2 separate regions of the Ovis aries genome follow, and region 1 is linked to region 2. A link is a contact called in public Hi-C data. All regions are on one chromosome and are shown on one strand. Each heading gives the region's core, a stretch centred on a gene start, on an enhancer-like site or on the middle of the called end of the contact. The rest is flanking DNA. Distances are from core to core; before and after follow the strand shown.

Evidence for each region. Hi-C and Micro-C count contacts between places; a contact is called where the count stands out from the background.
Region 1: a contact with region 2 is called in a Hi-C map of omental adipose tissue, with 5 times the contacts expected there. The contact joins the enhancer-like site here to the promoter of TINAGL1 in region 2. A contact is called at or near these places in 8 of 16 Hi-C or Micro-C datasets (blood, hypothalamus, liver and 4 more).

Annotation. Positions count from the first base shown.
Region 1 is chr2:236,167,742-236,171,919 of ARS-UI_Ramb_v3.0, forward strand. All of the region lies in intron 1 of NKAIN1 (sodium/potassium transporting ATPase interacting 1), which reads left to right. Among named protein-coding and RNA genes, the nearest start is that of NKAIN1, 32 kb to the left of the region's middle. Within about 2 kb of position 1,565, at least 3 of the 54 cell types and tissues checked have an H3K27ac peak or open chromatin away from gene starts, as enhancers often do.
Region 2 is chr2:235,924,881-235,929,435 of ARS-UI_Ramb_v3.0, forward strand. It overlaps TINAGL1 (tubulointerstitial nephritis antigen like 1), which reads right to left and starts at 1,282. Exons shown (of 13, transcript XM_042245024.1): 1 at 1,111-1,282. It overlaps LOC101107259 (antizyme inhibitor 2-like), which reads right to left. Exons shown (of 7, transcript XM_042245025.2): 7 at 3,777-4,555.

The DNA.
Region 1 (4,178 bases), core at 315-2,814, 240 kb after region 2:
AGCCCCAGTCACTGCCTCAGGATAGACCAGGACTGGCCAGATCAGCCCACTGAGACAGTCCAGGGCCTCTCTAACAGCTCTAAGTGTGGTCTCCGAGGGCTAATTATGTGGAAGGTAGTGACCAGCTGCTCCCTGGCTCCTCCAGGCCCGGATGAGGTAGGGGGCTGGGCCACAGCGGGTGGGTATGAAGACAGACAGATGGCAGTCTGAGGGCTAGGAGACTGGGGAGCTGTCCTGAGGAAGAGGGCGCAGCACGGGGGTGGTGGGAGGAAGGAGGTTACCCCTAGAGAGCAGAAGGCGCAGGGTTGTAGGGGTGAGTCTCCCAGTCTCCAAGAACCACGTGGTGGGGTTCTGTAAGGGCTCTGCCCCAGCAGACATTTGTAGAATCAGCTCTTCTGTGTGACCCTGGGTAAGCCCCTTGGCTTCCCTGAGCCTCAGTTTCCTCATCTATCAGTAGAGGTCAGATTAAGAGATGTGACCTGGGACTTCCCAACTGGTCAGGGGTTAGGACTCTGCACTGGCCTGCAAGCCATTTGGCACACCCAAAAAAAGTATAGAGAGCAATGTGACTGGAGTATGAGGGGCAGTATGCAGTAGGTACTCAGTAAGTGGCTGTACAATTCCAAGGCCCACTGGGAGAGGTTAGCTTAGTCTTGGTGGGTCTTTCTTTGTATTTTGTTTTGTTTTTCCATCCTCACTGCACAGCTCCTGGGCTCTTAGTTCCCCAATCAGGGACTGAACCTGGGCCCTTGGCTGTGAAAGTGCAGAGTCCTAACCCCTGGACCACCGGCGAAGTCCCTGGTTTTCTTGTGGGAAAGAGCTTCTTCTCTTCTTGCCCCCTCCGGCTTCCCTTGCTCCCTGGCCTGGGCCGGGTGTTCTGGCATCTGTCCTGAGGAGGGGAAGGTTTCTCATCCAGTGAGGAAAGGAACTGGGCCCTGTGGACTCAACCACTGAGCTGTCAGCACTAAGCCCACAAAAGACACTCAGGAACTGTTGGCAGAATGAATGAATGAGCAGATTTGAAGTGCTCAGAACAGTGCCTGGTGCTGGTTGGAGGTTAATAAACATCAGCTGTTACTTCTCTGCCCATGGGAGGCTGGGCTGGGTGGCTCATCAGAGCAGAGCAGATTCTGTCCCCACCTCTGCTCTGTCCCTTCATATCACCTTGGCTGTCTGGAGAGATGTCTGGCAGGTAGGAAGAGCAGTGGAGATAAGAACTCAGATCTTAGCTCTGCCACATCCTGTCTGAGACACTTGGGGAGACTCAAGAAGACTGCTCTGAGCCTGCCGTGTAGGAGGGGAACCTTCATATCAAGGTGGCCACACTAGGGCTCTGGGGAGAGGGCTGCTGGCACCTCGAGAAGGGGTGGTGATGGGTCTGAGTATAGTCAGGCAAGGGGAGGCAGGGCTGTGATGACCCAGGCAGAACCTAGAGAGACAGGTTGAACCAGGGACTGGCAGAACCAGAAGTCCCAGGATCCCAAGGCCAGTCGCCCTGCAGGCAGGTAGGCTGCAGCAACAGCAGGCCTAGATAGTAACCTGGAGCTGGAGTGGCCCCCATAGTGCAGATGAGAACACTGAGGCCCAGAGGAGTTTTGCCCTTGGTCCCAAAGCACGTTCCCATCACAGGAGATCTCAGATCCTGAGCCACCCAGCTGCTCTTCCACATAGTCTTGCGATGAATCAACAACATCTTACAACATTTTCTCTTAACTTTTAAAAAAAAGTGTAGGTTTGTTGTAAAACATCTCAGAAATCCAAAAGTATTGTGTATTTAAAAGCAGAAGTCTCCCGTTTCCCGCTCCCTAGGGAGAACTTCTCATAACCATTTGTTGTATGTTTCCCTGGCCCTCCGTTCGGCATTTACAGTCACACACATCTTGTATCTGTCTTTTTTTTTTTTTTTTTTCTTTTAAACATAAATGGAATCATATTGTTCTGCAGCTTTTTTTTTCTTTTTTTTCTTTTCACTTAACAGTGATAGCCTTGGACATTTTCCAGGAGGATCCAGGCTGGGCCAGAGAGAGGCAGAAGGGCTGCGAGAGCCCTTGCAAAGAAAGGGAGAGAGAGAGTGTGTGTGTTGCGGTAGGAGGAATTCCCCACAAGTCACTACACACAGTGAGTGGGAAACCAGGCAGAGAAGCCTCCATCCTCGGCTCCCAGAGGACTGTGGCATTTGGTCTCTAGGCTTGAATTCTCTGTGGCCAAAGCCACACTGGCTTGCTTATCACCATATACCCCACATTGTGCCTGGCACATAGTAGGTGCTCAAGAAATGCTTGTCGGATGAATTGAGTCCCTTTTAGGCCCATCTTCCCTGACCCTGCCAGAGGCTACCTAGTCTCCGTTGACTGTACTCTTTAATCTCTTGCTGGGTGTTTATTTTGACTCATGCTCAAATGGCTATGGACGCCAGATGGACCCTAGAAAGGGGGTCCATCCCTGAGCTCTGAGCTCAGAGAAAGAGAGAAGACCCTCCCCTTAGACAAGTCACTGCCCTTCTCTGCTGTCAGTTTGCTCCCCTCTCTAATGAGGGCTTGGACCAGCGGGTCTCCAGGGGTCCTTCCAGCTCTGCCATCTGTGGCTTCAGCCCCACTACCTCATTTCACGGATGAGGAGCTGAGTCGACTTTAATTTTGTCAGCTGCCTCAGAAATCCATTGGGAAAGCGGGGGGCTTCAGTTTGGGGATGCATCTGAGGTTGCTGCCGTGTCCTAAGCACCAACTGTGTGCCAGGCACCCGCTCTAGAGCTTCACATGCACTGTCCGGAATCCTCAGGGCATTTTTCCGGTGAGCAAACAGGCTGGCTCAGAAAGGGGGAGTAACTTGCCCAAGGCCACACAGTGAGTCAGGGGCTGATCTGGGAGTGGAGCTCTGGTCTACCTAGAGCCCCCAGTGGCGAGCTTTTCTCGCCTTAGGATCTCTGTGAACTAAAGCCAATAAAGGAAAAAAATTAATAATGTGATGTCAGTAAAGGAGACCAGGTTGGACCAAACTATTCTCCAGAAACTTCAGGGTCCCCTTCCTCATTGTTTTCCTAGACAACCTGACTTCTGTATCTAAGTCCCCTGGCGACATGGCTAGAATTTGGGGCAAAAAGTAGTTGACTTGCAGAACTGGCTGGCAAGGGCTTGGGCACAAGAGGCTTCTGATGGGGTTCTGAGGCCCCAGGCTTAGCCCTCTCCCCCAGCTAGTTTCCTGGGGCTGGGGTGGGCCCATCTGCATTATTCATTCTTCACCCCTCAACCCCCAACCCCCCACCTGGTGCTGGGCTCCTGGGGTTGGCGTCTAGACAGACAAGAGCATCCTACTGAGAACAGAGGCAGCCCTGACTCAGGGCTGAAGGTTACCATGGCAACTGCATCCCCCTCAGCTGGCAGCTACCCGATAAATAAATAATCAGGGATGGGGGTGGGGAGCTCAAGGCTGGGGGAGGGGCAGCAGGGGAGCCTGGTGGAGACTTCACTCTGGAAAGAGGGGTGGGTTAGGCTTGAAGTGGCCTGGGGGCTGGTATTGCAATCGGCCAGGTGAGAGAGGGTAGAGGGAGGAAAATGGCCAAAAGTGAGAGATTCAGATCAAAGTACCGGGACTTGATGACTGGGCATCAAGTGAGCAAGAGTCTAGGACCTAAAGCTTAACTTTCTAGCTCATGTAGCTGGACACCTCATATTAAGTTCATGATGAACCATCCAATGGGTGCTTGGTTATAAAGGGGCTGGAGGCTTAAAGGACTGAAGTTGATGGGAGGTATGCATTTGCTGGGACACATGGGTATGAAGAGAGGCTGGGCTGCACCACAGTCAGGCCTGAGAAGTGGAGGATGTGTATGCCAGGCATGGCTCTCACTGCTGGAAATGCAGCAGTGAACATCCCCGCTCTCGTGGAATTTGCTGTCTAATGCAGGAGATGGTAAATAAGAAGTAAGTAGTATGTTAGTCAGTGAAAAGTGCCATGGAAAAAAAATTAAGTGGTGGAGGGGGCGAGGAGCGGGGAGTTCTGCAAAGGAATATAATTTTACATGGTGCTGACTCTCCTCAAGATCAGATGAGGGAGGTACTGTGAAACATACCCATTTTGTTGCTGAGGAAACTGAGGTACAGAGAGGTTCAGTGACTTGCCCAGAGTTGTAGCAAAACCAGTGGCACCAGGGTTCTAACCCAGCTCTGCTCCTAATTTCC
Region 2 (4,555 bases), core at 32-2,531:
AGCCTGGGCCACTTGGTGCTCAGAACACCTGAAATTTAATCTCCCAACAGCCAAGCCCGTTATATATATTATATATATATATATATATATATGTATATTTGAGAAGCACACACACACACACACACACACACACACACATATATATACATATATATATATTTGAGAAGCAAGACTTTCTTAAACATAGTGTGCTCACCCCTGCAGCCCTAAAGGAAAAACACTGAACTGCTTTGAAGTCAAATCTCAGTTCTGCCATTTACCAGCCAGGTGACCCGCAGGTTCACGTCTCTAAAGAGGGGGTGTTATTTGCTCACTGGGTCATTATGAGTCTCCAGCAGGTAAAGGCTGTGGAAGGCAGCATGTGGGCTCAGGAAAAGGCTTTGAGGACTGCAGGAGGAGCCTGGACCTGCAGAGAGTCCCCCTCAGGAGCACCTCATTCTCTAAGCTGTCTCCACCTGCCTCGCTCTCTTCCTCCCCAGTGACCCCCACTCATTCTGCACCCACAGAGCAGGTGCCCACGTGCTGAATACAAAACACACTGCATGGCGGGGTTCACTCTACATGGACCCCCACAAACCTTGAGTGTGCACCTGCGCTGGCATTGCCACCCATTTCACTGGCCCATTCATCCTTCCACACTTCTTGTCCCTTTTCCACTCCGCCCCTCTCCTGAGAACACCAGGACCTTCTGCCTCCTCGTTCCCACCATGTTCTTGCTTCTTATTCCGCTAAGAAAGAAACAGTAGAGTTCCATGTTCTCCCAGTGACCTGCCTGTCCCTGTGGAGGCACTGGAGGAGTTCCCATCTGGGCGCACCCCACCTCAGTTCCCCAACCCCGCCCCAGAGCACAGGACGCCAACCGCTCCCACCAACCCAAGGACGTTGCTTTGCCACTGTCGCCTCTCTTTCTGCGTCTTAGTTATCTTGCCTTCTGTCAGTCATCCCTGTGAGCCTACAAACAAGCTGTAATATCTCTCATCTTAAACCTTCCTTGACCTACACAGGCGCCTCTTCCAGCAACTCTCCCATTTCCTGCTCCTCTTACAGCACAACTAACTTCCTGGAAGAGGTGCCCACACCCCATCCTCTCTGGACCCCACTTCCACCAACCTTCCTAGGCGTTAAAACCCGCTGGTTAAGATCACCGATGACCTCCGCTCTCCGACGTCGTTCTCAGCCCTCACCTCACCCACTCTGGGGGGAGTCCTGGGCACAGAGCTGTGGGCTGCCGTCCTGGAATATTTCTCCTCTCAGTTCCCAGGACTTGTGTCATCCCTCTGCTTATTTACTTCCTGGCTGAGCTGGCAAGCCCCAGGGATGGAAAGTCCAACCAGTGTGGACCGCGCCCCATGGACGGTCATATCTGCCCTCCCGACCTCTGCCCTTCCGACCTCTGCCCTGAAATCTGATGCTTGTACCTGACTCCATTTGGATGTTGGATCGGCTTTTCATACGTGCCTTTTCCAAAACAGAACTCTCCATTTTAATCCCTCCTAACCCGCTTCTCCTCCTGCCCTGCATCCCCATCTGTATACCACAGCCACAGCCCAAAGCCCTGGAGTTGTCCTGGACTCCTCTCTTTGCCTCTTACCCACCTCTGACCCCTTCAGAAAGTTCTCTGCTCTTGACCTTTGCAGTCCATGCTGAACCTGGTGCAGCTCACCACCTGTACTGTGACCACTGTCATTTCCCAGGACTGGCAGGAGCCCCTTAACTTCTCTCTGCATCCTGTCACACTATTCACCTGCCCAAACCTGCCAGGGCCTCCCCAGCCCCTTCCCCACCTTTTTTGCCTCAGAGCTAAGTCAGATCCCTGACCCACCTGAAGCTTGATGAGATCAGCCCCCAATCCTCCTCCTGCCTCAACTCCCAACACCTCCCCTCACTCACTCTGCTCACCCACACGGGCTTCTTGCCTGTGAGGGAACACTGTCTGTCCCTGGCCTTGGACTTGCTGTTTCCAATGCCTGGAACTCTCTGACTCAGGTAAGCACAAGCTCCCTTCAGGTCTCTGCTCACCTGCTATGTCCTCGGAGAGGCCTCCCCAGACCCCTCTATCTAAAATAGCACTGTCTTTTATCACTCACTGGCCCCTTGCTTGCTTTATTTTTCTTCACAGCCCTTATTGCTTCCACTTCATTTTATTAGATTTAGGGGTTTGTTTATGCTCTTTTTCCAACTAAAAAGTTAGCTCCATGAGCTTAGATTCTTGTCCATCATGTGTCACCTGTACCTAGAACAGTGCCAGGCAAGGTCTAGGCTCTTGCATTTTATTTTATGGATGGATGAATGAGTAGATAGATCAATGGGTGAATGGATGGATGGATAGATGGATTGGTGGAAGGGTGGATAGATGGATGGATGGATAGATAGGTGGATAGATGGATAGATAGGTGGATGGATGGATAGATGCATAGATGGGTGGATGGACAGATGGGTGGACGGATGGATGGATCGATAGGTGGATAGATGGATAGATAGGTGGATGGATGGATAGATGCATAGATGGGTGGATGGACAGATGGGTGGACGGATGGATGGATAGATGGGTGGATGGATGGAGAGATGGTTGGATGGATGGGTGGGTGGGTGGATGGATGGATAGATGGGTAAATGGATAGATAAATGGATGGATAGATGGATGGATGGGTGGATGGAGGGATGGATAGATGAATGGATAGATAGATAGATGGATAAATGAATGGATGGAAGGGTGGATGGATGAATAGATAGGTGGGTGGATGGATAGATGAATCAATGGATGGGTGGATGGATGATGGCTAGATGGGTGGGTGGATGGATAGATGGGTGGATGGGTGGATGGATGGATAGGTGGATGGATAAATGAATGGATAGAAGGGTGGATGGATGAATAGATGGGTGGGTGGATGGATGGATGGATAGATGGGTGGGTGGATGGATGGATAGATGGGTGGGTGGATGGATGGATGGATGGATAGATGGGTGGGTGGATGGATGGGTGGATAGATGGGTGGATGGATAGATGAATGAATGGATGGGTGGATGGGTGGATGGATGGATGGGTGGATGGAAGGATAGATGGGTGGGTGGATGGATGGGTGGATAGATGGGTGGATGAATAGATGAATGAATGGATGGGTGGATGGATAGATGAATGAATGGATGGGTGGATGGATGGATGGGTGGATGGATGGATGAATGAATGGATGGGTGGATGGATGGATGGGTGGATGGATGGATAGATGGGTGGGTGGATGGATGGATGGATGGATAGATGGGTGGGTGGATGGATGGGTGGATAGATGGGTGGATGGATAGATGAATGAATGGATGGGTGGATGGGTGGATGGATGGATGGATGGATAGATGGGTGGGTGGATGGATGGATGGATGGATAGATGGGTGGGTGGATGGATGGATGGATAGATGGGTGGATGGATGGATAGATGGATGAATGGATGGGTGGATGGATGGGTGGATGGATAGATGAATGAATGGATGGGTGGATGGATGGATGGGTGGATGGAAGGATAGATGGGTGGGTGGATGGATGGGTGGATAGATGGGTGGATGGATAGATGAATGAATGGATGGGTGGATGGATGGATGGGTGGATGGAGGGATAGATGGGTGGATGGATAGATGAATGAATGGATGGATAGATGGGTGGGTGGATGGATAGATGGATGGATGGGTGGATGGAGGGATAGATGGGTGGATGGGTGGATGGATAGATATCCACAATCACACAGTAAAATGCCCAAAGGGCAAAACACAGAACACATCAAAATCTCTTGCATCTGAATAAAACTTTATTTTTTCCCTAAAGCCCACTCACATTTGTACTTCCAGACACCACTGGGGACGTAAGGGTAGATGTTCCCATTCAGAATTTTCAGTCTCTGGGAGGAGACACATTATCCAAAGGCTGTCTGAACCTGCTACCTTCCTTGGGTGACATCCGCAGATTCATTCCCTCCTCCTGAGATGTTTGCAGGAGAAATATCTGTAGCCCAAGGGTGCATGAGCCGTGGAGGCTGCAGTAAGATTGATAAGGCTGATTCTGGCAGAGGGGGAGGACCCTCTGCAGAAGCTGGAGATCAGAGACTGTCTTGTTTTATCAGGCGAAGCTGTGAGAGGACACAGGACATGAGTGGCTTTGGCTTCTGGGGTCTTCTCTCCCTTTCCTTCCTACAAGAATGTGACCAATCATTCTGAAGTGACTCTATCATCTTCCTTCCCTGCAGGATGCATTCTTTTTTTGAGCTCAGAACTCCTCAAATGTTGTTTTTCAAGTTTTAGCCTGCTGGGGGAACATGCAGTAGCATTTGCTCTGTTTCTGAGTTGGCTGTATTCACACCTGGTCCATTCAAGCTCCAAACCTGGGTGTTTCTTAAGGCCAAAGCCAGGTCTGAGGCACCCACATGGTTCATTAGCTATGTGGCTAGATGCTGTACATATTCGCTGAGGATACCCAGACCTGTGGGGGCAAGAGTGATCAGACTCAGGATCAGGGCCAGCCAGCAACAAGTGGACGTGAACTGACCTTGAATGAGAATTTGCATTATCTCAC